Linked DNA regions of Mus musculus: region 1 is linked to region 2. Evidence: chromatin contacts called from public promoter capture Hi-C data. All regions are on one chromosome and are shown on one strand. The core of a region is the stretch at or near the end of the contact, and the rest is flanking DNA. Distances in the headings are between cores, read along the strand shown. Region 1 has its middle 23 kb from the start of Ing2. Region 2 holds the start of Snx25 (sorting nexin 25).

Region 1 (2,700 bases), core at 121-2,620, 1.5 Mb after region 2:
TCCCAGCAGGCCAGTTCTTTAGACTGGGGCTTAGCTGTGTCTGGACAGTTGCATTTTTGAGATCATTGTTTTAGAGTCTTGCTTACTTTTATCGATAGCTGGGGCTGATTCTGCACATTCCAAACTTGTATGGAAATACCAGCCAGACTGCACGGGCCAATCTCAATCACCTTTCTCTGCCTTCTTGGAAACCTTGAGATAGGAAAACGAAAGAAAAATACAACCAAGAGAAGAGACTAATGCAGACAACGTGACGGTTCCGGTAACTGCTCTATCCAAACTCCTTACTAGCTTCTTAAAAGACTTGAAAGTACTTCATCCACAATGAAAAGACGCTTTTGAAAATGTTATGTGGTGAATACCTTTAATCCCAGCACTTGGGAGGCAGAGGCAGGTGGATCTCTGTGAGTTTGAGTGCAGCCTAGTCTACAGAGTGAGTTTCAGGACAGCTAGGGCTACACAGAGAATCCGTACCTCAAAACCCAAAGCCAAAAAAAAAAACAAAAAACAAATAAAAAAGTGTTGCATGGGACTAGAGAAATGGCTCAGCGCTTAAGAACACCGACTACTCTTCTGAAGGTCATGAGTTCAAATCCCAGCAACCACATGATGGCTCACAACCATCTGTAATGAGATCTGATGCCCTCTTCTGGGGTGTCTGAAGACAGCTACAGTGTACTTACATATAATAAGTAAATAAATCTTAAAAAAAAAAAAGTGCTGGGTAGTGGTGGTGCACGCCTTTAATCCCAGCACTCGGGAGGCAGAGGCAGACGGATTTCTGAGTTCGAGGCCAGCCTGGTCTACAGAGTGAGTTCCAGGGCAGCCAGGGATATACAGAGAAACCCTGTCTTGAAAAAGTGTTGCATGAATAGATGAAGCTATCCTGGAGTTGCTTTGTGCTGGTTGACATAAAATAATCGCGACAAGAACAGTGCAGTCCTTGACTTAAGTCCTACCCATGCCTTACTTACCTCTGCAACAAATCCTGACTGCTGAGACAGGGTATGTGTGAGGAGCCTGGAGAGCAGACCAAGGGATGCTTCTCACTATAGAGACTATTCCAGGCTGTACCTTACTCCACGGCTTACAAAAAAAATGTATAACGATGAGGGTGTGTCCGTGTGCCTTACTTATTACGTGCATGCGGAACTCAGAAGACAACTGTGGAACTTGCTTCTCTCCTTCCATCCCGTAGATCCCAGAGGCTCAAACTCAGGCTTGGCAGCAAGCACCATTGCCTGCTGAGCCTTCTTACCACATATCTCCCCTTTCTTTGGCCCAGGACTTCCGGGACCCTAACACCAATGGGCCCTCTCTCAGATAAAGCCAGATGAGATGGTATGAGGATTTGTGCAATGGAAAAGTTCTTTAGTTGCTCAAGGGCTATTTGTTGAAGATCAATTATTAACTAACCAAGGCTGGAAGCTTTAAGAGGGGAAATAAATAACATCTTTGTTTTTCTATTAGCTTGAGCTAATAGAGAAGGGGAGAGCAGGCGATAGGCAGATGCAGATTAACTCGCCAGCTTTAACAGTATTAAGCCGGGGAGTTGGGGGGGAGGCATGACTGTAGCCAAGTAATCTGCAGACTCGGACTGGTCACATTCCTGGTCCCAGGCTGTTCACAGGATAGACTGCAATTGAGTGGTGGTAGGTGGATAGCAAGGTACATTTCTTGCTGACTAACAAAAGAATCCAGAGGGAGCTATTCCTTATCCAAATTCCTATCTGGTTTTCAAACCATTCTCACCGCTCAGCATGCATTGTCTTTAGGTCATTATATAGCTCTACGGCTAGTGCGTGGTGACCCACAAAGACCTACAAGCTATGTCCCAGGTTGCTCTAAGGTCCTCTGTGCCAATAAAACCTCCCCCTCCACATACAACCTCTAGGTTAGATTTGAGCCCTGCTAATTGTGCAATTCTTAATTCCAAATGAATTTCAAGCTTGTCTAAATGTTGTAGCATGCAACAAAGAGAAGACTCAGATATAAAATTAGGACCAATACCCTTTGCTGAAATTGGGTCTCATTATGTTGCCCAGGCTGGCTTTGAACTCTCGCAAGTGTTGGGATTACAGGAGTGCACAACCATGGGACCAGTAATTAAAAGAGAGAAAAAGAAGCCGTTTGCGCATTGGTATACTGCTCTACTTTGAAGCCTGTTAAAGAAACTGTGTTTTCTGTTGTCCATAGTAAACGGTCTATCAAGCAAGGCATGGAAGCACATCATTTAATTCCAGTACTTGGGAGGCAGAGGCAGGCAGATCTCTGAATTTGAGGTTAGCGTGGTCTACAGAGCAAGTTCCAGGATAGCCAGGACTGCACAGAGAAACCTGCCTTGGGAGGAAAAAAATTATGTAGGATTACTGGCATGGATGTTGGGAGAGACCTGGGATGTCAGAACACATACTGGTACAAGCTGTTACTGGGACAGCTAGGGAAGCCAAACAGAGAGCATGGGTGTCCAGCAGCAGATCTGTGTGGATCTGCAAGGTAGTGGCTGACAACCAAAATAGTGAGATTTCAGAGGAGTGTGGAGAAAGTGGCAGAAGAACGGGGCTGAAGTGACATCGGGTGACACTTCCAGATGAGAAGCCAGAGATAGAAGTACAGCAAATGCAAATAAGGGGCCAGAGGAGAGAAAAGGGGGCCTGTCTTTTTTTTTTTTTTTTTTTTTTTTTGGTTTTTGGAGACAGG
Region 2 (2,700 bases), core at 73-2,572:
GGAGGTAAAGTTTGATTTAAGGCAAACAGGGTTGGTAGGAAGGAGGGCAAAGCACGTTGAAAATCCAGTTCTTTCCTACGTTCCGCAACATAACCACAACCCTGATGTCCTACACCTGCCTGAGGACAGCTTTTCCTCTTAACAAACGACAGTGGTTCCTGGTGAGCATGCCACCCCCTCAACCCCCTCAAATAGACATCCACCTGAGCTGCATGACAACTTAACCAACATGGTGGAAGACAGGACCTTACAGGTATGAAGTACACGGGGCCCATTGAGTGAGCTCCCTCGGACTGGGTGACCTAACCAAGTTTTCTCTTCTGTAAGCCGTCATAAAGTTATCTCCCAACCACTACAGATCGAAGAACCAAACAGGAGCATCAGTGATGAATGCGAAGCCTGCCTCCCGTGGGTGCTGTAAGCGGATTTTTCTCGGCACTCACCAACTGCACTTCAACATCGGAGACCCGCCTGGATGGATCTCTCTGTGCAGAGGATGGTGGATGAGTTAACTACAGCGCCTAAAACGGCGCGCGTGACCAAGCCCGCGCAGCCCAGTCTTCCGCGGGCTTCGGCTGCCGGAGGGCCACCCGGCCGGAGCCCCCCGGGGTCTGCGCGCGCACGAGGCCGCGGGCACGCGAGGCAGTCGAGACCGGTACTCACCCGCAGCGGACAGCGGACGGTCGCCGCCAGCCGGCTCCAGGAAGAGACGAAGTCCGGCGGCTGGGCGCGCGGGCTCCAGCAGACGAGCGAGACCAGTGTCCCCAGCAGCAAGGCGGCCGCGGCGCAGCTCAGGTACAGGCTGAGGCGCAGCAGCACGGCGCCCGGCCCCGTGCCCGCCGCCGGTCCCCAGCCTGGGACCAGGCAGCACAGCGCCAGCACTGCCAGGGCGGCCACGGCCGCGGGCCCCCGCCAGCCCCAGCCCGGGCCGTCCGCCGTCCGCGGCCGGTCCGCGGAGCCCCGGGCAGCGCGGCAGGCGTCTGCGGCGGACGTGGGGCCGCGGCGGGCGCCGCTGCTGTCGGTGGCATCGCGGTGCATGCTGCTTCCTGGGCCGCTGGCGACAGGCTCATCTCCCGGCCCGCAGCCCCCCGGCGCCGCCCCGGGCCGTGGCCTGTGCGCGGCGCCCCGCCGCCTCGCCGCTCCCGCCGCCGCTCGCGAGGCAAGGGCAGCCCGCGCTCATGCCCTCGCCGGCGGCCCTGAGCGGGAACCGCTCCAACAGACACCGCCGCGCCCCCCCTCCCGCCTCGGTGCCGCCGCCCCGCGCCGGGCCCGCAGCTGCCCGCCGACCGGGCGCGCCCAGGTAGCGGGACCGCGAGGGGGACTGAAACCCCAAGGGCTCGAGACGCGCGGGGGCGGGGGCGGGACCTGCGGCTGAGTGACAGTGGGGCGGGGTCGCCCCGCCCACCCGGGGCGGGGGCGGCCGGAAAGGGGCGCGACCAATCGCAGTGGACCCCGCTACTTCCCGAGCCCCGCCCCCGCCCCCCGGGGACCGCGTCTGTTCGTGGAAAATTTTGCTGCAGGTGTCAGAAGCCTGCGTTGAGCTCCGCTCAGGTACCCCCTTATTTTCGTCTCTCCGCTCCTCGCCTTGCCTACAGCCCCATACCAGACGCCAGCCTTGTTCTCTAGCTCTCTGATTAACCTCGTACTGTCCCTGATCCTCTCTTTTACTACTTTCTTCCAACGGACCCCACTCCACTGCCCAAGGGTAGGGGACTAAGACAAACCTGGAGGAGTCAAGCGAAGCCTGTGGTTCCCACTTACTTATGGAAAGACTCCCCAGTGCCAGAGAGTGTACATAGCTGCCACAATCGATTTGGCTCCGATTTTGTGTTTTTGTTGCCAACAACTACTCGGTACAAAAGCTGTTACCCACGCAAAAGAAACTGGTTCAAAGAATTTTGAGAGAACATATTTTCCTTTCCTCTCTTGACTGCAGCCGGTAGTCTACAGACGATGTTTGCTGAGATGAAAGATGTCCAAATGCTGCTCAATACTGTAACAGAGCTGCCAAAGCCCATAAAGGGTGTTGACTGTCTTAGAGGGATGATGGAAATGAAGGATTTCTGAAGACACTGGGAGAGGAGATAGAGTAGAGAAGACAAAAAAAAAAAAAAAAATGAAATAAGAAAATAAGAGAAGCTTGACAGATAAGGAGCTAGCACCCCCATGACACTGAGATGAAGAAGTCCAGGTTCTTTAACTTGTACTATTTTGTTTTGTGACAGGGTCTCTCTGTGTAAACCTGGCTATCCTGAAACTCACTATGTGGACCAGGCTAGTCTGGACCCCCCCAGAGATCTACTTGCCTCTGCTTTCAGAGTGCTGGAATCAAAGGTGTGCAGCCTAGGTTTGCAGTGTTCGCTAATATGGTGATGGGTAGTGCCCTCCGAGTAGCAGACAAGTAACATAGGTGTTACAATGCAGTGTTATATATTGTGGCTACACTGGGTTTTTGGTTTTGTTTTGTTTTTTTCTGTAAAGGGGTTGTTCCATCTGTAATAAGTATTGTGCCATTTCATCAAAAAAAAGGAAAAAAGTCACAATACTCATGAATAAAGTGCTTGCTTACTTGCTTGCTTAAAACAAAGTATTACACAAAAAAGTTATTATTCAAGAAAAGGTACAGGTATACATTAACAATCCACCCATGTATTCATTCCAGGTCTTCATAATAAATTTCCCCAATGGCATATGGATTTC

What was found. Promoter capture Hi-C pulls out the DNA fragments that hold promoters and counts their contacts.
Region 1: a promoter capture Hi-C map of liver shows a contact between it and region 2, with 4 times the contacts expected there. The contact joins the enhancer-like site here to the promoter of Snx25 in region 2. A contact is called at or near these places in 1 of 39 promoter capture datasets (liver), 1 of 484 Hi-C or Micro-C datasets (CD8 T cells) and 3 of 115 datasets of contacts at active chromatin or transcription factors (astrocytes, extraembryonic endoderm stem cells and pro-B cells).

Annotation. Positions count from the first base shown.
Region 1 is chr8:47,651,026-47,653,725 of GRCm38.p6, forward strand. No RefSeq gene overlaps it. Among named protein-coding and RNA genes, the nearest start is that of Ing2, 23 kb to the right of the region's middle. Within about 2 kb of position 1,371, at least 24 of the 459 cell types and tissues checked have an H3K27ac peak or open chromatin away from gene starts, as enhancers often do. A contact at or near this core is called in extraembryonic endoderm stem cells and liver, where this site is marked.
Region 2 is chr8:46,151,119-46,153,818 of GRCm38.p6, forward strand. It overlaps Snx25 (sorting nexin 25), which reads right to left and starts at 1,323. Exons shown (of 19, transcript NM_001372342.1): 1 at 664-1,323. The coding sequence starts at 1,038.